5 separate regions of the Mus musculus genome follow, and all the other regions are linked to region 4. Evidence: chromatin contacts called from public HiCAR-type and HiChIP or PLAC-seq data. All regions are on one chromosome and are shown on one strand. Each heading gives the region's core, a stretch centred on a gene start, on an enhancer-like site or on the middle of the called end of the contact. The rest is flanking DNA. Distances are from core to core; before and after follow the strand shown.

Region 1 (4,703 bases), core at 1,829-4,328, 320 kb after region 4:
AGGGATTGGTGTTGGCATAGCAGGCACCAGACACTCCCTTGAGAGCATGTTGCAAAGTGTGGCTCCCCTGCCCATATAACCCCTCCACCCACAGCCACATCCCTTTCTGCTTCTCCATCAAGTTGTGATATAACCAAGGAGGGTCCCCACCTGGAGTGAAGAGACAGGGATAGCTGATCATAGACTTCCCATATCCAGAGCAGGGAACTAAATAGACATTTGACTCATGAAATACACAGTGTCAGGTATCTTGTTAGAGCAATATTTTTGTTATTGTGGCAGCTTCAAATAAACAGGAGTTAAAAGAAGGTTGTGTGGCTGTAGACATGGCTCAGAATTAAGAACACTTGCTGCTAGCTCTTCCAGAAGACTCTGGTTCAATTCCCAGCAATGGTGGCTCACAACTGTGTGTGACTCTAAACCTAGGGAATCCAATACCCTCTTCTAGCCTCCACAGGCACCAGGTATGCACATGGTGTATAGACATTCACACAGGCAAAACACCTGCACAAAGAAAGAAAGAAAGAAAGAAAGAAAGAAAGAAAGAAAGAAAGAAAGAAAGAGGAAGGAAGGAAGGAAGGAAGGAAGGAAGGAAGGAAGGAAGGAAGATAATTTTTAAAATATTGGAAAGAGAGAGTTCATCTTCTTCCTCATCAAAATAGGTTACTGACTTACATTTGACACTGGTTTATGGGTACTCTACCTAGCAAAAGCAAGCCATCTGCCTTGACTCCGCAGCTTTCCATGAGGAATACAGAGAGTTTCTTTAGCATTCCAGTGTTTGTGATGACTCTCGGGTCTCCATTAAAACACAAAATCTACAAATGTGTGGGGCAGCCCTACCCTGACACACTGTGTTTTGCAACAATCAATCAATACTTGTTTATCAAGTAGACAAAATATGCTCTGGGGACTTCATAGTGAACAAGTGGCTAAATATTTATTAACACTCAGGTTGTGCAGCTATACCTGGCTTTCTACAGGAGATCTGGGCATCCAAACTCTGTGAGCCATCAGGTTAGTTCCAATCTGATGAGTCATGCTTTGGGGAAACAGATAAACAAACAACAACAACACAACCTCTCCTCCTCCTCCTCCAACAACAACAACAAACAACAACATAACCTCTTTGTCACTCTAGAGACAGGTCTAACATTTTTCAAAGCTAGTCTCAGTGGAGTGTGGTAACTCATGCCTGTATCTAAACACATGGCAAGCTGAAGCAGGAGGATTGCTCTGAGTTCAACACCAGGCTGAGCTACAAAGTGAATTTTAGGCCAACCTGGGTTACTCAGTGAAACCCTGTCTCTCAAACAAACAAGTAACTGTAATAAAAAGCAAAAGCAATATAAATCACTAAAGCCAATCCTTAGCCATCAGGTGGGAATCTTTTTCTTTAATGTTTTGCATATTTCTATTAATTTCACATAATAAGCATATCTTATATTTACTGGGATGATGTCTTTAGAAATTCCTCTATACTTTTGAAGATCTCAGAAGTAAGAAGTTGGTCCTTTATAAAAGAAAATTCAATGTCAGTCATCTTGGAACTCAGCTTGGTCTCATGATGATTTGTCTGTGGCTTCCTGTCCAGCATGGCTGCTTCTTACTCTAGGCTCTCCCCAACCCTCTGCTTCCTGGGCAGGCTCATTAGACTCCTGCTTCCTACACCCAGGTCCAGATCAAGTCAACATCCATCCATAAATCCACTGGTCATCATTGGTCTTGCGTCTTTCTCATCTCTTGGTCCTTTAACTAGACCTTGAGATCTCTGAGGTAAAACAGCTTTACTAATCTTAGGGTCTCTCAGCCTAGCATTATGCCGACTGCACAGTGGTACCCAACAACACTTGTGAAACTGAGGGAGTTGAAATCACCTTGAAGAACCTTATTTTCCTCAGCAAACATGCTTGTGAGGAAGAAGTACATTCAAAATGTGGGGAGGAAAGAAGAACTCCCTCTAGGTTTAAAAATCTTGTTTATCTTGGGATTAAAAAAAAAAAAAACACTGACTACTTTGCCAGGACAATTCAGTTGGCATGGCCGGAACCATCCCTAGCATAAACAAATTCCACAGAAGCCTAGCAGTTAAAGCTCCAGTAGACGTGGATGGTGTCTCTCAGGGTGGTCATCTGAGCAACATCTCCCCTGAAACATCTTCCTTGAGTCACTGCACACCATCCTCATGATTGAAGGATGTTGTTCTCCAACATGGTAACCCACGTGTGTACGAGACAGTTGAGCCTGAGTTGCTTCCGAGAGCATGGTTGACACCTCACCATTCACTATGTCTGGAGGAGGAAAGCAACCTGCCTCTGCTGGCCCCTTGCCATGATGGCTCGGTGACTCTGAAGCAGATTGTAGTAGGGGTGGACAGTACAGCCCACGTTAACAGACGTCTGTCTGACCTGAATTTGCTGGGTGCTTTCACGATTGCCTTCCCTGGGTATCACTCACGATTGTTGAGTGGTTTCTCTGTTTTACAGTTACTCCTCTCCCCATTGTTACTGCTTAAGAATATCACGGGCAGATTCTTAAAGTACAACGCTCTTGTGTTTTTTCTTCATAGTCACCCCTTGTTTTGAGCATTCATTGAGTATTATGACTAGCCAAACGGTGACATACAATTTCTATCACTCTTCAACTTTCTTAACTGGGACAGTAGCAAAAAGAACATCATCTTTTCCCTATTCATACAGACCCCAGGTTGGTTTTATTCTATGCTTTATAGTATACGACTGTCGATCTTTTTTTTTTCAAAACGTTCTCAGATCTGTCTGCTGAAGTCCTTTCCAGTTGGAGCCTATCGTGTTGTCTGCCCCCATCACTCCAAGGCACTTACTAGGAGAACTTTGATTTACATTCGCCCTGTCTTTACACAGTTTTGAATTAAGCCTAAAGAACAGGTGCTTAGCCTGTTTGAAAAACTCCAGCATCAAGAACTGTCACCAGCACACAGCAGTTTTCTTCTGCACAATGTGGCCACGCATATCTGCCCACTCTGCCCATATATGCAGTGTGTGGTCAAGACTTAGAGGTTGTGGTGACTTTGATCAAGACTTTAACCTTAGTCATAAAGTTGTCATGAGCTGACTCACACAGACTGTAGTCATGTGACTCAGACTCATCATGGGGTTTTATGGTGCCCTATGTGTATGCTCTGCCTTCCCTAAGAAGCACCCACACTCTGGCATCCTAGGACTGAGCCTCCATCTTGCTACTATTATTGACTCAAAAATCTTTTTCAAGAGTGATGTTTACACTTGTTCCCAGTAACCAGGCTCTACATGGCCTAGGGATCTGTGTCTTCCAGCCTCATGTTTGTTATATCTGCTTCTTTTAGGGGCTGAAGGTCTTCACTGGGTTTTCATGGCTCTGTATGTCAAATGAAAGGTTGATATTAGATGATGTCCAGGTCTGTCTCCATCTTAAAGACTGTATTTCTCTTTACTGGGGCTCTGCCATGTAACCTCAGTGGTCTGAGCACAGGAGATAGTAACTGATCATTTTGTGATGGGTTCTTACCCTCAAGATCTGTGATCCTCTGTACTAAGAGCTCATCACCAAAGTAAGACCAGATCAAGGGGAGAGAAAGGCATCCCCACTTCTGCCCACATGATGGATGCATGCATTCGTTGCCGTTCTCCTGCTATGCAGTGACTTGCCTGCTCTACTGTTCACAATTCCCCCATCCCTGCTGTGCACTCAGAAACACAACAAGCTCAACTATGCCAGCTCAAACTGCAGCTAAGATGAAGGCTTTGATGCCCATGGGATCTGACAAAGACTGGAAAACGGTCAGTTGTTCTTGGGCTCCCATCTCTCCTCATTGTCTCCAGTTCCTCTGAGATTTGCTTACATAGCTGTTGCTGTTATGGTACCATCTCTCATGTCTCCCTCAGGATGGCAGTGACAGTATTCACCTTCTAACAACCACTCTTGGTCCAACAGTCAGGAACTGCTAATGCTCTGCTGACAGCATCTCACCAACCCTATGTGCCCCAGGGTCACTCCAAAGCTATTATTTGCTTATTTCTCTCATGTTTGCCTCCCACCCATTCTTCTACCCATTCCAAAGTTACTCTCCAGGTTGTACCTCATACCTGTAACAGATTGTTCTCAAGCAATTTGCTAAACCTGAACAATATTCAAAAACCCCACCCAATTCTTATGGAATTTCATGCTTCACTTCAAATTCCTGTCTTTGCTTTTGTAAAAGCTCATGCACTACCAGATTAATGATACCAATTTCATAGTCAATATCCTTCATTGTCCACCATTTCAGTATATTGTAGGCTGTGTGTTTCTAAGGATGAGATTATTAGTGTTATAAATGTACAGTATTATAGAATCAAAACATGTATTTTGTGGGTATGCTTACTACAAAACACCCAGACAAGACAGAAAGTAAAATATAATTGTGATCCTTTCATCAAAATACTTGCGCATCAGGCTCTCACTTACATAACTGCGATAACGCAGAATAAAGTATGTTTGATCACTCTAATTATGTGGAAGCAACATAATCCCCCCAGTAGTTACACATTCATGAAATTTCTGTAAAACAACATTTCTACTGGCCACGGTTTTCAGTCTACTCTACTTACTACCTCTACACTCTCAATGAATACAGAAAAAATATTCATTGAGAACTAAGCTTCTTTGTTTTGAAGCTCTAGAGACTTAAGGAATGCAATTTGAGA
Region 2 (4,829 bases), core at 1,142-3,641, 360 kb after region 4:
CTATTACACTGTGAAAAGCACAGCAGAATTTCAAAGATGAGCAGGTAAACTAAAACTCTTCCAGGCATTAAATCTCAGCAGACCCACCAATACAAAAGGAGATCTTTAATCTGAGTTTTAAGGTATGATCAACCTAAAAACACGAGGAGGGAGGAGATTTGTATATGGATTTCACAAAACACAGAGCATTGACTTCTGCGTATGCTAGGCGGTGGGAAAGCTCATAGGATTCTTGGAGGGATGTGGCTGAGCAAAGTACAAACATGCCCAGAGAGAGCGATATGCCTGCTCTGAGGGTGAAGATCCAGTGTGCCAGGATTTTGAGCTTCGTTGGTTGGAAGCAGCTTGAAGGCCACATTCATGGGACCAGGCTACCAAGCCACCCAAGCAGCTCAAGAATCTAAAACCCTGAGGAGTCACACAAGAAACGGCAGCCCTAGCCAACAGAGCAGCTTGGCCTGGGCCTCCTATCTCTTCTTTATACAAGGACATCTGTGCAGAGGAAAGGTGTGTTCCTGTGCAACACTGGCAATGTCCTGAGGCTTTTCTGCTCATAAGAACATCTGCAAAACCCAAAGGGAATCTATTTCAAATCATTTCTAGAACTTTCTTAAAGCCCTTCTGTGCATTTTCAGAGCATAGGGAGTTATCCAGGTAAGGCATGCTATCTTATTACAAGTGTATCCTTGGAGAACTTACTTGGATTCAGGACTTTCGAAACTCAGTTCCACCACAAAGTAGGGGAGGTTCTGGCAGATTTTTCACAAAAATGGTAAAATATGAAAGAAACATGTATGTGCATATTTTTTATTTTAGAGTAGAATTTTACCAGCCAACCCGACCTCTGAATTTGTGCACTTTACCTCGGCTTTAAATCAACTGTCAGGGATACCTTTATCATTGTAGGAAACTAAAATGTGATCTTGAAAATAAAGGGAAAACATGTACAAACTCACTGTCATAAACACAGAGAAGAAAACAATACCGTTATGATAACGGTCAATGTGTTTGCATCAAATGAACACACAGGTGTGTGTATATCGTGTATATGTGTGTACACAGGCACTGCATGTGTGTGTGTGGACAGTCATATGATCTGCAATAGAAAAGCTGACTTTTTCACATCTTCTTCCTAGAGCAACCATTGATGTTTGGTATCAATCACACCTTTAAATTTTATGTCCAGAAATGTATGACATGGAGCCTCTGCCCCTGAACCTTGCCCGCTCCAGGTGTTTTCTGAATACTAAACACTGGTAAGAAACATTACAAGATGCCTTTCTTCCCTACATCTCCTGTCCTGTCATCTCCCACAGTGTGTCCTTAGAGCAAAGCAAAACACTCTGGGGACCAGGATGAACGTCGGGTCTCTCACATGTGCATGTGCACCGAAATCAAAATGGCTCATTGTTTGGGTTCTGAAAGTCTGTAGCTTTTCTGTTTTTGCAGTGTCTCAGAGTGCTGCCATCTCTGAGCTGATCTCTGAGTCTGAAGCTGTTTATCAGCAAGATGACAGCCATGAGACCCACTTCATAAGCTAACCAAGCATATGTGTAACATGGATATTATACCCCACAACATGTACACACTGCATTGGAGCCAAAGCCACAGCGAGTTAACTCCACACAGCTGGAGATACAGAGAAAAACTCAACATTGGGAAGAAATACAATCTTACCCTTCTTTCAGTAACTCTTTTTATCTTAAATATTTTCACGGGAACTTTCTTTTATAATGCAATTTAAAATGTAGCCTACTATGTGCTAGTCTACACCTCGGCCTTTGTATGTTCTTTGAGAAAAGCAGCCACACCAAGCAGAACAAGCAACGAGGCTTCACCAGCATGTGAGGTGGGCTCTGTGCCTCACCCGGCATGCTGCTTCTGAGTCATGGCTCAGGCAGCGCTACTCTCTGGTTACCTGGTTCTCGTGGCACGGGCCTTGGCAGTACTCGGTCAAGCTCTCCAGAGTCTGGTTGACCAGAGCTACATTCCTCTCATTGATGTAGAGCCCCAGCAGGCCTAGACCCCCTGTGGTACTTCCGCAGATACAGTCCAGGAACTGAAGCGTTTCACAGACAAGGTTGTAGTTTGTTTTGTTGTTCTGGTTCCTCAAGAAGTTCTGCAAGGGGAAATCAAATACAGCTGAAGGACTGAAAGCAAAACACGGGGGAAAAGGGTCAGGTTTAGCTTCTGTGTGTGTGTGGGTGGGTGTGTGTGTGTGTGTGTGTGTGTGTGTGTGTGTGTAAGAGACAGAGAAAGAAAGAGGGAGAGGGAGAGGGAGAGAGAGAGAGAGAGAGAGAGAGAGAGAGAGATTCCTTGCCAGTATAGAATTCAATTATTCTTTATAAGACAGTGAGACAACTGGGGGCAGGAAGGTGACCAGCAGAAGAGAGAAGTAATGAGGGGCATAATGGGTGTGACTATGACTAAGCATAATGATGTGCATGAAAATGCCATAATGAGACTCATTGTTTTTCAAGATAACTTTAAAATAATTTAAAATTGAATAATGTTTAAACGTTGATGCCCTCCCCTTCGAGACCTAGCAAAAGTATTCAGCCAAACAAGTCACACTAAACACTGCCCTGCTGTCCTCACTGGAAATCTACAGAGGGCAGAAACAAGTGTGAGAAGGAGAAAGGAGAAGGGAAACAGACTGTTCGTGGAGGCGGAGTCCAACTTCCATGCGAAGCATCCCTGACAAGCCTGCCTGTCACGGTGCAGTCGGGGTAGGATCATAGGAGGAGCAACATGAAAGCTCTCTCAAGCATTTCGGCAAGCAGTCCTCCATCTCTGCACCTGCACACTAAAGAGATTCACTGCTCACTGCCGGTTAGCACAGACAGGGGCTAGCAAAAGCTGGAGCCTTACCCCTGCTGGCAGTGTGATGGGTGTGGCTCTTAGGAAATGCTTCCATGTGTGTGATAAGCATTACCAAGCAATAAGTACTATAGTAATGTTAAAAAAAATGACTAAACGAAAAAGCAGACACTATAGAACGTATATTCTCTTGAACAGAAATTAGGCTTATAGGCACAAACTGATGTTTATATGTGCACAGAATTTTCTAGAAAAAAAACTGTTATTGGTGCACTTCCTTTGGGGACTAAGGCTAGGGAAAGAACCCAAAGAGAAATAGAGGGAGAGAGGGTTCTTGTTTTAATGCATTTGTAGCTATCTATTTATTTATTTTGATTTTTTGCTATTTGTTCTTCTTACCGCTACTGTGAAAGAAAAGGTTCTCTAAGGGAGTGCTTGAGCCACACTTTCATGGTTAACAGAAAGCCAGATATTATTCTATCTATTTTGCTCATCCACGCCCCACACTGTCAGGGTCTATTGATGAGAACTAGCTGGCAGGCACACCCTACAGAAGCTAGATCTAAGCTGCGGTCAGCTCGTCCCAATGAGCCACATTCCCCCACCATTCATTCGGGAACATCTCATCAACATGGACCCTATTCTAATCCTAGGCAGGACCCACTGTGGAAACCTCCACCAGTCACTGTAATTCATTAATAAAACCGTTTCCCGGCTATGCTAGCTACAGTGGCACTGCGAAGCTGGCTGGCAAGGGCGAGTGTCTATCTTGGAGGCAAACTCTTCAGGGGAGCATTCCATGCTCCCTCAACCAGGCCAATCACAATTGCTCTCTCCGTGTGCCTTTGCCATGGTGTCTGCCATAGGCGGGGCATACAAAAACGCCAGAGAGGTAGTCAAAGTTTGAAGGCAGCCCTAGTCCATCCATCTGAGAGGAAATGTGGTGGTGGAGATATCGTGATGTGGACTATATTAATTTGCGAAGTAACTTTCACTATCATAAAAAATTCCTTGAGAGGAGATGCTTAGCCCCACAGAGACTCGAGGTGCCAGGATGAGGGGATACCTGGGGGTTGCCACTGACCCAGAGGAGAAGGGTAGGGGTGAGGGGGAAAGGATTGTAGGAGGGGGTTGCTGGGAGGGGGCAGTAAACAGGATGTAAAGTAAATAATTTAAAAATATATAACATTTATTTTACAAAATTTCTCATATTACTTTGTTCCTAACGAAATGTCAAATATACTTAATATTGTACTCAACAACTATGGATTGGGAGAGACATAAATACCCGAGTCTAAAGCTGTGAAAGGCAGAGGAGACAAAGATGATCTCTCTGAACAAACACCACGGAGGAAGAGTAGATGGTGTTCACTGGGCGGGAAGATTCGAGATCTGGACCACAGGAAGACAGTGTGTAGATCTGGGGGTTTTGGATTTTAATGTATAAGCACTTTTCTCTTGGGTTTATTCCTTCAATCTCAACTGGGCTTTGGTGTCTTTGTTGATTCCTCTAGAATTCCCATCAAAACTACATATTAGCTTCCCTTGAATTGGGCTACTCAGAGCCTAAGGCCTCAGCATTTGCACACACACAGAGATGTGTGTGCTCGTGCACACACACACACACACACACACACACACACACACGCATACACACACATACACACACATGCATACACACACATGGCACAGGAAGTACCTGAAGCTCCCGGTTATGATTCTCACACAGTAACTGCAGGAACCTGAGGATGGGACGCATGATGGTGATGGCCGGGCTCATGGTAACTTCCTCCGCAGACTTTTCCTCCGCACTTCCTGCTTCCTGTCCCGGGCACATTGTGTCTATTTCCGGGTCCATCTCTCTTCTGTACACACAGTATGCTTTGGATGTGGCTGAAGACGCTTCTGTTAACTGCCCTTTCATTCCTTCTCTCAAATGTAGTGATGAGTCTCTCACTGAAAGGCAAGCAGTGATTCTATTTCTGAACTAATTTCTTTTCTTCTCTTTC
Region 3 (4,843 bases), core at 926-3,425, 380 kb after region 4:
GCAGTGACTTCCGTCCTCAGGCCTCCCACAGAAGGTGCTGTAGTAGTAGGTGGGGTCGACCCACTAATGAGGTTGTGCTCCGTGGTCCCTCTCTCTGTCAGAGGCAATTCCAGGCCACAAGACACTGCTTCCAGCCAACATCTTCATAGGAACACATTCCAGATGTGCAGACTGTGAAGCCAAGAAAACTAGCAACCACCTTCTGAAATTTCAACAAATATCTCCATAAAAAGACATCTCTGTGGCCGGAGAAGTCATGCTGACAGTATGTTTGTACCGGAAGACGGCCCAGGGCTTTGATTTCTGACCACACCCTGCTATTTTATTCGAAGTCCAAGGTACCAGGAATTGATCAACCCAGAAACGGTTGTCTTTCATGGACAGAACAGAGGAAAGTGAGCATTCATTCTAGAAAAAGCTAAAGGTTTTCTTCTGCCCTGAGAAGCCTTGCATGGCTTGCATTTATAGATATGAACAGCTGTAAGGTAGACAAGAACATTCCCGAGTCCTTTAAACTGGAGAACTAATACAAGTGTTTCGCATTGGAAGGAAACCAATCAAGACTTTATGAAACAACACCATATGCTAGCATCATTAAACACTGATCCTTCAACTGGTAAAGATTAACTTAGGGTTTCCCCTTAGAGATTAGTGATTAGCTACTCGTCATCGTGGATAGATCTGGAAGCAGCAACTTCATGCGCCTCCAGACAGCCCCATCTCATTTAATGCTAATTAGTGTTTCCAAGACCTTTTGACCTAACATCTACATGTCTGACTAAGAATATGCTCCCTGAAATGCTTGGGCGTGGAGAAGAGATGTGGTTCTCCTGTGTGGTGCTGTGTTAACTATATCCTAGTGGAATTACACTGGGTCCATTGTTATAACCAACCACACTGTGGGGAGCTCTGTGGAGGAATTGGGAATCGTGTCATCACGGGTCCATCCAAACTGTAGCCCGAGATGGTCATAGATGCGCCCATCATAAAACCAGACACTTATGTGACACGTGGCCACGTTTTCAGCCATTGCTGCTGTTGTCATTATCAACTATGAACTTTGTAAATGACAAGGTCACATCACAGCACATCAGCAGGCTTCCCAGAGATCCTGGTTGCTGATACTTTTGCTCAGCTTTGTAAGATGGGAAACTCAAATCTCACTAACAATCACGGCCTGCGTGTGCGCAGGGATGGGCCATGCACACCAACACTGCGACATACTGGTCACCTTGAAAAGCACTATGGAGCCAAAGTAGTACTTCTGAAAATAGAGGCAGAGGCAGAAGAATTGATGCAACTGAGAGGCCAGCCTCAGCTACATGCAGCTACAGGCCAGCCTGGGCTACGCAGTGAGACTCTATCTGAAAGCAAGCTAATCAGGAAAACAAGTAACTGAAGACTAGAACTGAAACGCTTATTCACACAACACAAGGCAATCCTCTTCCAATCCCTTCCCCCACCTCCTATTTTATCACTTCTAAGGACATTTATTACCCATCTACCATGTTTCGAGGACTAGCAAAGAGGTTCCCAACAGCAACATATGCCAGGAAAAAAAAAACAAATACACAAAGCTGAGACATGAAGAATAATTCTCACCAATCCATCTGGTTCCATTTTTAAGATTTCGATGTTTAAACTGTCTGATGATGCTGGCTATCTGGTGACTCCAGCAGCCCCTCCAGGTTCTCAAATACCCCAACCTCAGCAATGGGGTATCTGGGGAGCTTTTGCTAACAGGGGCGTGAAGGACGCTGTAGTTGTAGACTTTGGGGTAGGATAAAAGCCCTAAGCATTTGGCCTGCATAACATCAACCCCAAACACTCTCGTTGTCAAAGGTCTTAAACTCAGGCTCTGCTTTGTAGTATCTGAGCGCAGGATGAGGGTTAGCCCTCACCAGCAAGCTTGAGAGCCTGTTTGCAGCTGCTGCTATTTTGTTGTTGTTGTTGTTGTTGTTGTTGTTGTTGTTTATTCATTGAGTGATAATTTTCATCTGAATAAAAAGGTAAAAAGCTGAGAGGACCCTATATAAGCTGTGCAGGTAAGCTTTTTGTTTGGTTGGTTGGTTTGGGGTTTTCCTGTTTGTTTGATTTTTTTTTTAAGGCAGAATCAGCCCAGGGAGTGGCACTATTAGAGGGTGTGGCCCTGTTGGAGTAGATGTGGCCTTGGAGTAGGTGTGTCTCTCTGGGTGTGGGCTTTAAGATCCTCATCCTAGCTGACTGGAAGCCAGTATCCTGCTAGCAGCCTTCAGATGAAGACGTAGAACTCTCAGCTCCTCCTGTACCATGCCTGCCTGAATGTTACCATGTCCCTGCCTTGATGATAATGAACTGAACCTCTGAACCTGTAAGCCAGCTCCAATTAAATGCTGTCCTCTATAAGACTTTCCTTGGTCATGGTGTCTGTTCACAGCAGTAAAACCCTAAGACATGAAGTCACAATAAAAATATTTTTATAATTGGGGGTCACCGCAACATGAGGAACTACAGTAGTATGAAGGTTGAGAACCCCTGCCCCAAGACTTGCTAAACTTTCTTGCCTCCATGTTGAAACTCCAGCCCCTCCCCATCACTGACATTCCCAACTCAACCATTCATTTCCTGATAGCCAGGGCAAGACAATTCCTAAAGGTCAAATGGGCTGGTCTGAACAAACAAGTCCGGAAGGGAGAGAGTGCAGGCTTGACATAACCCCAGCAGGTCCCTTTAAATCCCTAGTCCCCAAACCTCTGACATATACTCCAATGTCCCCTTCCCTCTCCCCTGAGAGAGGCCCTGCCCCTCACTTCTTTGAAACAAGCAGCCCTATCTGTTGAGGTCGGACTGTTGTCTTGCTTCCTTCTGTCTCTTTAAGCTGCCTCAGAAATCTAACAAAAGTGAGCAATGCCAGCAATGCACGCACCCATGTGGAATTCCCAGGACAGAGGGATAGCTAAGTGTCCAGTGAGGTCCAAAATTGATACACAGCAGGTCCCGAGGAGCACCAGAGGACAAAGCAGGTCCAGAGAGGAAGGAACAGAGAAGGACCAGGAAGTGTCTGAATGTCGAGATGTTTCCTCTTGGACAAGGGGAAGCCATAGCTAGCAGCTTTAAAGGTCTGTCCCTGAATCTAAGCTATGATCAGGAAAGGCCAGGTGGGAAGCACAGATTTGCTAAGGAACCATCACCTAATGATCCCCTGCCTCCATGGCTATATTTGATATGCACCTCATGTTTCCTATACAAAAGGGAAGGGTGGGGGCGGAGAACAGCTCCTCTCATAAGACAGGACATAACCGCTTGCTTTCTCGTGCTTGCTTTCTTGTGCTAGTTCAAGGTGAGTATAGTCTTCTGAAGAATCCCTCTCTGCACGTGTCAGCCCTCCCTCATGCGGGTGTTATTTTTAGGACACCAATGGCCCATCAAACTGGCTTTAGAGAATCTAAAGTTCACACTGTATTCCATTTCCTTGCTGTTAAAATCCCCAAGTGGTTGGAGCAGTGAGCACCCAGCTTCAGTTCCAAGCTTACTGAGTGCAGACTGACACACTGGTCCTACTCTGAGAGCTGGTGGGACTGGGCGTGAAGAGCTGTAGATACAGGGCCAGAGGCCCCATCCTCCACTCTCCCTCCTCTTCTCTAGGGTTTCCTGGATCTTCCTGGAGCACCAGCCCTGAGATCCAGGCTATGGGCTATATGTGCAGCCAAGAGAGAATGCATTGCCAGGCTATGAGAGGATCTCAGGGTTCATGAGAGCTATCCAAGAAAATTCAGTGGAAAACGCTCCACCATGCACCCCACACCCACTGCATGTACATGCCCTAACATACTCCCATACACTCATACCCACAGACATACATTCATACATATATATACACCATCACACATTCAGAAACATGCAGGCAGACCACCACTCACACACGGAGAAACATGTGCACACACAACTCTACCACCACCATATACACATATCAACACATATATAGATCATACTCCACACATGCCAATATATACACATACATACATATTACATGTACATACTACATTCATACCACAGACACACATCACACACCACATATGCATATTACACATATATACTACACATATACCACAGGCATACATCACACATCACATACATACACACCACCTATACCACATCATATACACATTACACATACATACTACACATATACCACAGACCATGAACAATGATACACACATGAATGATAAACATGTCATTGCACCCTACTACTAGGAACAAACTGTACTTCACACCCAGGAGCAAGGCAACATTTGAGTACTTGTCAATCAATGGAGATGTCTGACAAAGGAAACAGAAACTAAATTTAAATAAATTTGGATTAAATTTGGAAATCTTCAGGTAGAAGAGAAATAGTTGTGCGGTCTATAAAATAAAAAATTCTATATAGCTCAACTTCAAAGGAAGGTCTTGAGAATTGAAAATGAGCACACAATGGTCCAACCCAGTCCCTCCATCCTGTGAGAGCCAGCTGAGCTGTGAAGTCATGCACACCATAGAAACGGTGATTCTGGGGAGACCTGTATAATTGGCTCAGATCTGGGATCAGCTACATGCTAGCTCACAGTCTCAAGAATTCTACTTCCGTCCTGAGACCAGTTATGGATATCTGTGGATATCAATATCAAAGCCCCAGTGCTATTTAAAGATTGGGGATTGTATATGTGAGGGGCATTGTGCTCTTAGCTATATTAAGTTCTAGGCAGACAGCTCCTGAATATTTTCTTAAATGGTTGAAAAAAAATAAGCATTGCCTCAGGGAAGTGATGGGGAGAGTGGAATGTCCTTGGCCAGCAAGAGCATAGTTTAAACTGTGGGCTCCTCA
Region 4 (4,512 bases), core at 1,429-3,928:
GTCGAGCATCGCTTACTCTTCCTCCCTGGCACGCTTTAGAGGACGTTTGAACTTGGAAACCCGGCGACTCCTCGGGAGCCCCCTGCCCTGTTCTGGAAGGAATGCTGGGTTCAGGGGGCGTCCTTGGCCGGCTGCGTGGCATCTTCCTGAGAGCTCTCCGGGTTCACAGCGCGCGGCAGGTGGGTGCGGCTATGCGCGTGCTGGGGGCGCAGCGGCCCCGGGGGCGCCACCTCGTGCGCCAGGAACGGGGCACCGGCGGTCGCGCCGGCCTTCTCCGGGGGTGGCGACAGCACGGACGACAAGCAAGGGAAAGCGGCGGCAGCAGCAGCGGCGGCCGCTGCTGGGATGCCGGGATACAGCAGCGGGAAGGGCGCGGCCGCCGCGGGGTACAGATACTTGTCCAGGCCGCTCTTGTCTAGCCAGGGCTGTACGTAGGCGGCGGCGGACGGCGACAGCAGATAGAAGGGCAGGCAGAAGGGCGCGGCAGCGGGCTGCGCGAAGGGCGCGCCCCCGCCAAGCGCCACGAGCGAGCCGAGCAGCGCGGGCTCCGGGCCCAGGAGCGCGCCGCGCGCCTCCAGCTTCGGCCTCTTGGGCGCAGGCGACGAGTCCCCGGGTGGCTCCTGCTTGACGGCCGCGCGGCCCTGCTCCGCCTCGCCTCCGTAGCCGCTGTCGGTGTCCGTGTCGTGTTCCGGCTCCGTGCCGGGCTGAGTCCGCTGGATGACCGGCACGCAGCGGGCGACGCGCTCGGGACCCGAGGCGGCCGCAGCCCCCGCGCTGCAGGGCGCGCGCCCAGAGCCCCTGCCGGAGGGCACCTGTGGCGTCAGGAGCTGGGTGGCCACGGCATGCAGGTGGCTGACGAGCTGTGCGCAGCGCGGCTCCCTGGGTGTCCAGCTCTCAAAGCGCGCGAGGTATTGCAAGACTTCTTTGGCGCAGGTTTGAAACCCCGAGTGGAACGCATCCAAGTCGGCCTGGACCGGCGATTTCAGAGAGCGCTCCCCTAGGGTGCACGGGGGAGGGAGGCGAGAAGAAAAACCGCGGCGTTAAGACATCTGCTCATCACGTGGGCCCTGCGCTGCCTACAGTGAGCTCGGCTTTTCCTGGGCATTCCAGCGATATAATCCGCAGACTGCCGAGAGAGGAGGGGGTGGCGCGGTGAGGCGCTCTCTTCCTGGCTGAAAAACCCAACTGAAGAGGTGCAGCCGCCACTTTAAATAAAAACGGGGCTCCTCCAGCTCTGCGGGAAGCCTTTGGGATGCTCTGGGTACTTGCCACCAAAGGGAAAGAGGCGACGTTCACCAGGAGAGGACGCAGCGGGGGAGTCCTAGCGTTGCGCCCCCAGCGTTACCCCCTTTTGTATCAGGGCAGGCTGGCTTCCTCAGACCCACTTACCATTCTGTAAAGCAATTATCTTCTGATGCTGCTGCTCAGTTAAGGCTGTTAGCGCTTTCAAGTGCTTTAAAGTTAATTCCAAGACTACTGCTTTCTCCAAATGCCCCAGTGTCTGCAGTGGTGCGACAAAGGGGGACAGGGGTTACTTTAAAACACGCATTTTTATTTCCACGCAGCCCAGCAACTTAAGACAGGCACACACACACACACACACACACACACACACCACTGGGAAGGAAGCGCTGCTCAGCTCCCCACAGTCAGGTCGTCAATGATCTCTGCCATTAGCCCGGAGCCCCTGTTCTGAGTCTCTGGGAAACTCTTAGTTACAGCACAAGTTAGAAGGCAGGCCTCTTAATATTTACATTTATTATCCTATCTCTGGGAATTTTATCAGGTAAATACACCCCGGAGTCCATCAGGAGAATGAAAATGTGCATCTTACTGTCAATTTCAGATGTTCGGGCAGTAAATCTTTCAGCTGAGCAATGCATTCATTAATTCGGTCTCGTCTCTTCTTTTCTATTAATCTGTGCGGTAACTTGTAGGTATCCTTCATACACGAGCCAGAGAAAAGATACAGCAGTGAGCTAAACATTCATTCACTTACTGGATAGAACCCTCCCACCCCAACCCCCAAACACACTATGTAATGAACTAATGCCCAGAACTCTCTCCTCTAGACTTCTAAAATGCAATTTAAATTCAGGTGCGGTGTTGAATATCCCCCGGAGTATCCAGCAAGCCACTTAAAATTCACAGTTAGGAAAGCTCAGGGCTGGAATATATTTGCGGGCAGAGTTTCCTTGCGAAATCAATGGCCCTAATTAACTATCCAGGCAGGTTATGGGAAACTTAAGACTTACCTTGGTATCGTCTCGCTTCAAGCTCCTTTTGGGTTTACACATATACAAAGAGGAATAGTCCAGTCTGCAAAAACAGAAATCAGCATCAGGCCCCCATTCCGGGAGGGGCTCTGCCCTCACCCGCTCCATATCACTTTGTGCAGGGGATTAAAAAAAAAAAAGCCAAACCGACGCCTAGACAGATATTCGCAACGGTGCGTACACCTTACCCTATAAAATCCCTATGTTCCAGTAACTGTCTCTCTTGCAAATGAGGGATTCCTTCGTCCATGTTCAATGGCTGTCCGTTTCGATTTGGAGGTTTCTGTCCTGTAATCTGTGGGACGGTCGCCTGGAGAGATTTTGGGGGGATGTGTGCGTCTCCAGGCTGTCTCGCTCTCCCTCTTCAGTGCAGTATTGAAAGTGTGAAGCAGTTGGCCGCCCCTCCGCCCCGTGCTCGCTCGCTCGCCCTCTCGCACACCCGCGCGCGCACACCCGCGCGCACACACGCACTGCGCTGGTAGTTTGCTCTCACTCCGGGCAGTGTTTGGCCACAGGGCACGCGCGTCGCCGGCCAGACCAGCACCCAGCTCACGTGCGGAACGTACCATCCGCGGTCCAGCCCGGAGGGGGGCGGGGAGGAGGGGCCGGGAGGGGGCGGGGACACCTGATTGGGGCCACCTGGAAGGAGCGGCCACCCGGCGAGCCGTTCGTCTTCCCCGAGGCGCTGCAGGGCGCGGGGGCGGGGCGGGACGAGGGGCTCCCCCGGCTCGTCCAGCATCTCGGTGCAGAACCGAGGACGTGGCCTTTGGCTTTCCCACCAATTGCTGTTGGTTTGGGCCAGAGAAAGAACGCGAATTCGTGGTGGCTAAACTTGAGCGGGGAAGGAAAATTCGGAGATTTTGCTCATTGTTTACTGGCCAGGGGTGAAAGAAGGGTCGGGTAGAAAGACACCCTTTAGGTCAGGCTGGAGACCTACCCTGAAAAGGGGGTGACTTGCAATTTGCTTCCCGGATTTAAGATCAGTGAAAATGTAGACACTGATTCAGAATGTCGCATACCAAGTGGTTCTGGCAACAGTGTCCCCGGGCCACCTAAACTTCCCGCAGCAGCCGGAATTGCGGTGACACTAATCACACAGAGGCAGATGACGTTTGGGGCCTCGGGTGCTCCCGGGGGAGAGCAGGGAGGGGGAAGGGTGGCACAGGGCAGGAGGCACGCAAGGACTGTTGCGGGAAAGCCACGCAGTCCGGGTCCTGCCCGCCCCAGCCTGCGAGACACTGTGCTGCCTCCCGTCTCCCTCGTGCGATAAGCCACGCCGAGAGTGTGGCGAGCCCACGTTTACTACTGGCACCTCCGCGGCCTCCCTCCTTAATCCTGTCTCCAGCGGGTACCAGCACAGGGCCGGCAACGTGATGCGACCTGCGGCGGCTGCCACATCAGCGCGCAGGGATGCCGTGCGCGCGCCCCGTGTCCTCGGGAGCTCGGTCCACACAGCTGGGGACAGCCGTCCCCAGGTGCTCAGTGTCCCCACAACTCAAGCTAAATAAGAATCTGAATTCCATCCCCGTGGGCAGGGAGACCCCAGGTTGCTCCTACACTAATTTCTCAGAATTGACAATCACGTTCACTCTCGGACATTCGCTATCGCCAGCGGCACGAGAACCGAGAAGGAACCTGGGCCCCAAATGCACGCGCACTGGAGCGCAGCAGGGCCAGGGCAGCGGCGCTTGGGTTCCGGGGACGGATCTGGGTCGCGGGCCAGGGCGGCTGGAGCGGGTCACGTGCCGGGAGCCTCCTCCCCGCCTAGCCGCGCGGCGCTGGAGCCCAAGTCCTGGGCGGAGCTGCCGGGATGAGTTCCTTTCCAGCACCCTCCCTGGTTCCTCGAGTAGGACGACAGGGCTTGTTTTGCAGCAGGCGATTAATTAATGATAACAGTGAAAGTGATTTTTTTTAAATGCAGATTTGGATTTTTATTCTAAGCCCTTACTCCCTCTCTTGTCTCTAAGTGGTTATCTTTCTGATTCTGAGGCAAGTTAGAGCTCTCAACAGTTTATTAGTACAGTAAAGCATCCTGGCTTCCTCCAGTTCTTAACTGGCCAGGTTAGGTAGCAGCAGGCTAAGGTGAATAAAATAAAAAATAGCAGCAATAACAGCCCTCTGTCTACTGGATTTCTGAAAGTTCGTGGTCTCCAAACATACTTTAGGGTCAATCCCCCTTTTAAAATTATGGGATAGGAATATATAAGCCTGGGTCACTGCATCTTGGCCTTGTCAG
Region 5 (4,809 bases), core at 1,490-3,989, 270 kb after region 4:
TGTGCAATAGCTGTGAGCCACACACCTCAGTAGACATGAGGGTGCACGTAAATCCACACAGGATCTCAGTATAGAAGACACTCATCATTTAGAGGTGAGGAGACAGACCCAGGGAGCTGAGGTCACTTAACTCCAGTGCTATTATTTCAAAACACCTTCATCTCTAAATCTCAGAGTATCAGAGCCCAACAACATGAAATCAAGCGGCTGACCTCTGAAAAAACAAATGCTGGATCACTGTTGTAGCATTCAGCATTAATTTTTCCAAGATTTTAAAGAAAGATATAGTTAGCACAAAACCCCTATGGAAATGAGCTTGCCAGATAACCTTACCTAACTCGAGGACTATCTAAGGGGTGACTAACCGGCTAGAATGCAGCTCGGGCTGGTCTGGCCTATTAAAGCTGTCAGCTAAGGTCCTGCGGATTTACTGTACATTCTTATTCCCACAACTCACATTGTGACGGTATCTGTTACTCCCTGGAAGAAAGCCAGCATTTCTGAGTACAACGTATCAGTCCTAACAGTGTGGATATTATTATTATTATTCCAGAGAGCTAGCCGAGAACTCAACAAGATCTTACAGTAATGACCAGGACTGGGAAATGAGACCTTTCTTTGGCACAGCAGGGAGAGAGCTTTTCACTGGGGCCATAAGAATATGAGATATGAACACCACTCTGTAAGCAGAAGATAAATGACTAGGGGGTCCATGCTCAACAAATCTGGGTCATTTTCTCTAAACACATGGAATTGCAGATTAATTTCACAGAAAACCTTATCATCTCGGGTTACAAGGTATCTGACTGGTCAGACATGTCTAGGTTCATGGCTGATGAAAGTTACACTCTTTTAGAGAAAGTTTTCTCCTCTCTGGTTCTACATGTGTTAAACTAGATCTGTGTAGACACACAGACACAGCATAATCAGATTCAAGACACTGTCATCACGGCGCCTTCTGGAGGGCTAGCATCCCCTCCTCCACCCACTCTACACAGTCTCCCTGGCAACCTTGTAAACCCACCAAGGACACGGGAGTGACATATGACTTTATCATCATCAGTTCATGAATACTTTTGGGAGGGTTTATTAATCATTTTTATTTTATGTGTAACAGTGCTTGCCTATATATATTAATTGAACGGGTCTGGTGCCCACAGAGGCCAGAAGATGGCACTGGATCCTATGAGATTGGAGTTATGACAGCTGTGAGCCACCATGGGGGTGGGGTGGGGTTCTGGGAATAGAGCCTGTGTCCTCTCCAAGAGCAGCAAGTGCCCCTAACTTCTGAGCTATCTTTCCTGGCTAAGAAATCTTTATGTTGTATCTGCTCTATAACAGTCGCTGTTGACACTGTGTAGAAACCCTATTGAAGAAAAAGACTAAAATGTTATCTTTGTGGATTGTACACACATTATCCCCCCCTAGGGTTTGTCCTGCCACCCTAGGTCCAACGTAGTGCCTGGAACACATAATGGGCTCACTTGGATTTCCTGAGGGGATCCGTCTTTCAGACACTAAAAACAGCAAGCTTGCATTTTCAAGACATTTTTGATGGTACTTCTAGGACTGTTAAGTTAGATGCTAGGGATCTTTATTTCTGCAAACAGGAGAATCAGAAGGCCTCCTCCCCTCCCCCGACAGTCTTAGCTTCTGACTTCAATCTCCTCCTCCGTTAATATTCGATTTGTGTGTATTTGGCTTCAGTTAAGTCACAGACATTGGCCTTGGAAGGATGGTGGGTTGGACTCCGCTTCACCGACCACCTTGAACGAGCCTCAATCTTCCTGTGACAGGTGCCATTGAGTGACCTAACAAGGGGCTGTGCAACCGTGGGAGCTTAGACACACTGCTTTGGATGGGTGGGTCCCTTCTTCCTCCCTCCTGCCTGGACGACATTTCTCTCTGGCCATTCTGTCAAAACCCTCAGTTTTCAGGTTCAGCTTCACTCAGGGTCTCATCTGTGAACTGCCCCTTGTGCAGAATCTGCTGCTCTGTCCTCTCTGCTCCGTTTATTTTGTTCAGTAAATCTATGCAAGTGCCTACTGTGCACCAGGCACCCATTCTGGACTAGGAATGCACCAGAGAACAACACATCTGTGCAAATGTGTAAATGTACCAGTGGGGTTTGTGCTGTAGCATGAATAAGGAAGCCCGCAAGTACAATAATACAAGGATTAATAGAAATACCCATGTTGGAGGCTCATGCCTAGAATCCTGACAAGCCAGGGGCTGGAGCAGGAGGATGGCAAGGTTGGGACTAGCCTGGACTTACTATTGAGTAAGCCCTTGTCTCAAAAGCCAGAAAAATGAGAGAGAGAGAAAGAGAGGGGGGGCAGGGAGGAGATAGAGGAGGAGGGGAAGAGGGAGAAGGGGAGGAAGAGGGGGAGGGGGAAGGAGAGGGGAAGAGGGAGAAGGAGGGGGAGAAGGGGAAGAGGGAGGAGGGGAATAAGGGGAAGAGGGAGGAGGGGAGAGGTAAAGAGGGAGAGAGAAAGGGAGAGGGAGAGAATATATATAAAACAAAAGGCAGTGAGGACGAAAGAAAAGGAAGCAATGGATGGAGGATGATAAGAGAAGCCCGTGATGCTGGGCAATGGAAGGTCCTGCAGCCTGCACACAAGGACCAAGCCTGTGGCCAGAGCATTTTTTTTTTTAAATCAAGATAGCTATAGTGTACCAGCAAAGCTGGCTGGGGCTAGGGTGTGTGGGAGGTCCAGGGAGGAACGCCATCCTTAGCACCATGGGAGCGTCTTCTGTGGGGGAACAATGACACGTGTGACTTGTTTTGAGATCTCTCTGGCTGTCGGCAAGTCTGTCCTACCTCTCTCCAGACTGAATCTGCACTATAGATCATGGGAGGAAGGAGATGCTCGACTCTTGTGTTTATCATGATCTGGTGCAGAGTGCTGTCCAGAAAAATCCTGGTCAAATCAACAGAGACAGTCTGTGCTGTCATGGCTGCAATTATGATTCTTCTTGTCTTTGCAGGGAGCCTCCCTCCCTCGCCAGCCGGCTGGGAACCAATTCTCTCTTCCCATTAGAATTCCTCTCAGGCTTCCCTGCCACTGTGGGCCTGTCATCTGACTTCCTGTCTCCCGGCCAGGTCTACTCCTGCCCTGTGGACTGAATTCTTAAAATCACTCCTCTGTATAGGACCCAGTGTGCCACTGGGTGGGCTGAGGACAGCGTGGGCTGGCAGACTGGGTCTGCAGAGCTTCTCTATTATACAGGGGTCCTGACCAACAGGCTTGTGCTGACTACTCCCCTGTGTGGTGTGTCACCAGCACACTACCCCAATCTGCTCAAATGTATAATGGGGGTAGCACTATCAGAACCCCCTTGGCTGTTATGCAGCTTTGATGAAGATTCAAGGTCATTAGCATGTGTGATCTTATTGAATCTACATGGAAATTCCTCAAAAGGGCTTTGCTCACCTGTAGACCATGTCTAACTTGTGCACAGAGATGGGATTGTGTGAATACTAAAATAGCTCAGAACACCTTGTTGTGGAATTACCCACCGTCTCAAGCTCTGCAGATGTCATCTCTCCCTGTCGCCCTGAGCCCGACTCAAAGGTGTTCCCCACCATGAATGCCTACCACAGGACAGCCAGGGACAGTGGGATACTCCCAGTTTTATATAGTCCACCTGGCTTCTGTTCCAAGTTCTGACTGACCCAATGTATATATTCATCAATCAATTGGCAAATTCAAGAGCAAAGGCGCAGCATGCACCAGTACCCCACTTCCAAGGCTTATTGACAACTTCCTGAAGTTTCTGATCAGTTCAGTTAGTGCCCTGCTGCTGGGTGGTGGCCTTACCTTGATTATTTTGCCCTTAGCTCCACCCCCAGGTCACTTTCATCTACCAACAGCATTTTGATGCTATGAAGCTCAATCCTTTTACCTCCACATTTAGCATTGGGATTCAGAGTGTGGGGTACAGGATCCCCACGGTGACAGGCAGTCACACTGCTGACACAGCACTTGTGTCACACAATAGCAACAGCGGAAGGGACGATAAAGAGATGAACACATATGTTAAAAGGCAGCAATTCATGGACCTTCTGTAGAAATGCTAAGTAGAACTTAAGAACAATGTACTGGGCTTGCGTGCTGGCGACATACCCCAGCCCTCTGGAGCTGAAGATACACATCTCCACTTACAATGTGGGCAGTGAAGGTGGTGGCTGTCTGCATGTGCGTGGTGACTTAACTGTGTGTCTTGAACTGCAAGTGCGTGGCTGGCCCTGCCATGGAAACATTTTCAAAAGTGTCTTATTAAGCCCCCAAATCTTTAAAATGTGCTTTAGTTAAAAATGAAGCAGTTACATAATTGGCTTCATTAAATCCAATTACACAATCAGTGTGGATTAAAAGAATGGAGTCAGAACATATAATTTCATAATTATAACACATAACAATAACGCAGGAGGAGATCTAGTTGGAAAATGGCACCGTCAAACCACACATAAACCTCAGACAATGTGATGTCTTCTGTGAACCCAAACACCCCCTGCCCTCGGGGGCTACCGCTCACAAATATGGTTTAACTAAACAAGATGGATTTCGAGTTGCAGACTGAAATCAACATGTGGAAAGTCATTAGTCTTTCCCGCTCCTTGTGTGGCTACAGTGGTGAGTGGTTAGCTTTCTTTTTCTCACAGGAAAGGCGATGCCACTTCTAATGGCTCGCCTTCAGGCTCAGCTTGACCGGATTTAGCATCACCTAGAGGACACACGGGCTGGGTGTGACACCTGTGAGGGCATTTCCAGAGGGACTTGTCTTGAGGAGGGAAGGCCCACCCCA

What was found. HiCAR-type assays count read pairs that join an accessible place to other places. HiChIP or PLAC-seq counts read pairs in DNA pulled down with a chosen protein or histone mark.
Region 1: a FOXA1 HiChIP or PLAC-seq map of pancreatic cancer cells shows a contact between it and region 4. The contact joins the enhancer-like site here to the promoter of Bhlhe41 in region 4. A contact is called at or near these places in 12 of 39 promoter capture datasets (the 3T3-L1 cell line, 3T3-L1-derived adipocytes, the C10 cell line and 7 more), 4 of 484 Hi-C or Micro-C datasets (bone marrow-derived macrophages, muscle stem cells and ventricular fibroblasts), 11 of 115 datasets of contacts at active chromatin or transcription factors (CD8 T cells, SST interneurons, VIP interneurons and 7 more) and 4 of 9 other capture datasets (embryonic stem cells, embryonic trunk, liver and 1 more).
Region 2: a contact with region 4 is called in an H3K27ac HiChIP or PLAC-seq map of microglia, with 9 times the contacts expected there. The contact joins the enhancer-like site here to the promoter of Bhlhe41 in region 4. A contact is called at or near these places in 17 of 39 promoter capture datasets (the 3T3-L1 cell line, 3T3-L1-derived adipocytes, the C10 cell line and 12 more), 1 of 15 datasets of contacts at CTCF or cohesin (pro-B cells), 6 of 484 Hi-C or Micro-C datasets (B cells, the C10 cell line, the HPC-5 cell line and 2 more), 18 of 115 datasets of contacts at active chromatin or transcription factors (the 230-238 cell line, SST interneurons, bone marrow-derived macrophages and 12 more) and 5 of 9 other capture datasets (adipose tissue, bone marrow-derived macrophages, embryonic stem cells and 2 more).
Region 3: an H3K4me3 HiChIP or PLAC-seq map of microglia shows a contact between it and region 4, with 6 times the contacts expected there. The contact joins the enhancer-like site here to the promoter of Bhlhe41 in region 4. A contact is called at or near these places in 7 of 39 promoter capture datasets (cranial neural crest, embryonic stem cells, liver and 2 more), 1 of 484 Hi-C or Micro-C datasets (bone marrow-derived macrophages), 14 of 115 datasets of contacts at active chromatin or transcription factors (the 230-238 cell line, craniofacial prominence, embryonic basal ganglia and 9 more) and 5 of 9 other capture datasets (adipose tissue, bone marrow-derived macrophages, embryonic stem cells and 2 more).
Region 5: a HiCAR-type map of astrocytes shows a contact between it and region 4, with 2.8 times the contacts expected there. The contact joins the enhancer-like site here to the promoter of Bhlhe41 in region 4. A contact is called at or near these places in 12 of 39 promoter capture datasets (the 3T3-L1 cell line, 3T3-L1-derived adipocytes, the HPC-7 cell line and 8 more), 5 of 484 Hi-C or Micro-C datasets (the HPC-5 cell line, bone marrow-derived macrophages, muscle stem cells and 2 more), 16 of 115 datasets of contacts at active chromatin or transcription factors (the 230-238 cell line, astrocytes, bone marrow-derived dendritic cells and 11 more) and 5 of 9 other capture datasets (bone marrow-derived macrophages, embryonic stem cells, liver and 2 more).

Annotation. Positions count from the first base shown.
Region 1 is chr6:146,182,678-146,187,380 of GRCm38.p6, forward strand. All of the region lies in intron 48 of Itpr2 (inositol 1,4,5-triphosphate receptor 2), which reads right to left. The region is part of intron 4 of Gm35768 (a long non-coding RNA gene); the gene reads left to right. Among named protein-coding and RNA genes, the nearest start is that of Gm35707, 12 kb to the right of the region's middle. Within about 2 kb of position 3,079, at least 44 of the 459 cell types and tissues checked have an H3K27ac peak or open chromatin away from gene starts, as enhancers often do. A contact at or near this core is called in bone marrow-derived macrophages, muscle stem cells and pancreatic cancer cells, where this site is marked.
Region 2 is chr6:146,227,775-146,232,603 of GRCm38.p6, forward strand. Itpr2 (inositol 1,4,5-triphosphate receptor 2) reads right to left here. Exons shown (of 57, transcript NM_019923.4): 41 at 4,520-4,776; 42 at 1,919-2,119. It overlaps Gm35596 (a long non-coding RNA gene), which reads left to right. Exons shown (of 5, transcript XR_378174.4): 3 at 1,137-1,256. Among named protein-coding and RNA genes, the nearest start is that of Gm35596, 10 kb to the left of the region's middle. Within about 2 kb of position 2,392, at least 26 of the 459 cell types and tissues checked have an H3K27ac peak or open chromatin away from gene starts, as enhancers often do. A contact at or near this core is called in the HPC-7 cell line, bone marrow-derived macrophages, hematopoietic stem and progenitor cells and 2 more, where this site is marked.
Region 3 is chr6:146,245,931-146,250,773 of GRCm38.p6, forward strand. All of the region lies in intron 37 of Itpr2 (inositol 1,4,5-triphosphate receptor 2), which reads right to left. Among named protein-coding and RNA genes, the nearest start is that of Gm35596, 29 kb to the left of the region's middle. Within about 2 kb of position 2,176, at least 10 of the 459 cell types and tissues checked have an H3K27ac peak or open chromatin away from gene starts, as enhancers often do. A contact at or near this core is called in microglia, where this site is marked.
Region 4 is chr6:145,862,742-145,867,253 of GRCm38.p6, forward strand. It overlaps Bhlhe41 (basic helix-loop-helix family, member e41), which reads right to left and starts at 2,679. Exons shown (of 5, transcript NM_024469.2): 1 at 2,465-2,679; 2 at 2,256-2,319; 3 at 1,835-1,942; 4 at 1,390-1,501; 5 at 1-997. The coding sequence starts at 2,526. The coding sequence ends at 111.
Region 5 is chr6:146,133,717-146,138,525 of GRCm38.p6, forward strand. All of the region lies in intron 55 of Itpr2 (inositol 1,4,5-triphosphate receptor 2), which reads right to left. Among named protein-coding and RNA genes, the nearest start is that of Gm35768, 8.0 kb to the right of the region's middle. Within about 2 kb of position 2,740, at least 43 of the 459 cell types and tissues checked have an H3K27ac peak or open chromatin away from gene starts, as enhancers often do. A contact at or near this core is called in astrocytes, forebrain, hippocampal neurons and 3 more, where this site is marked.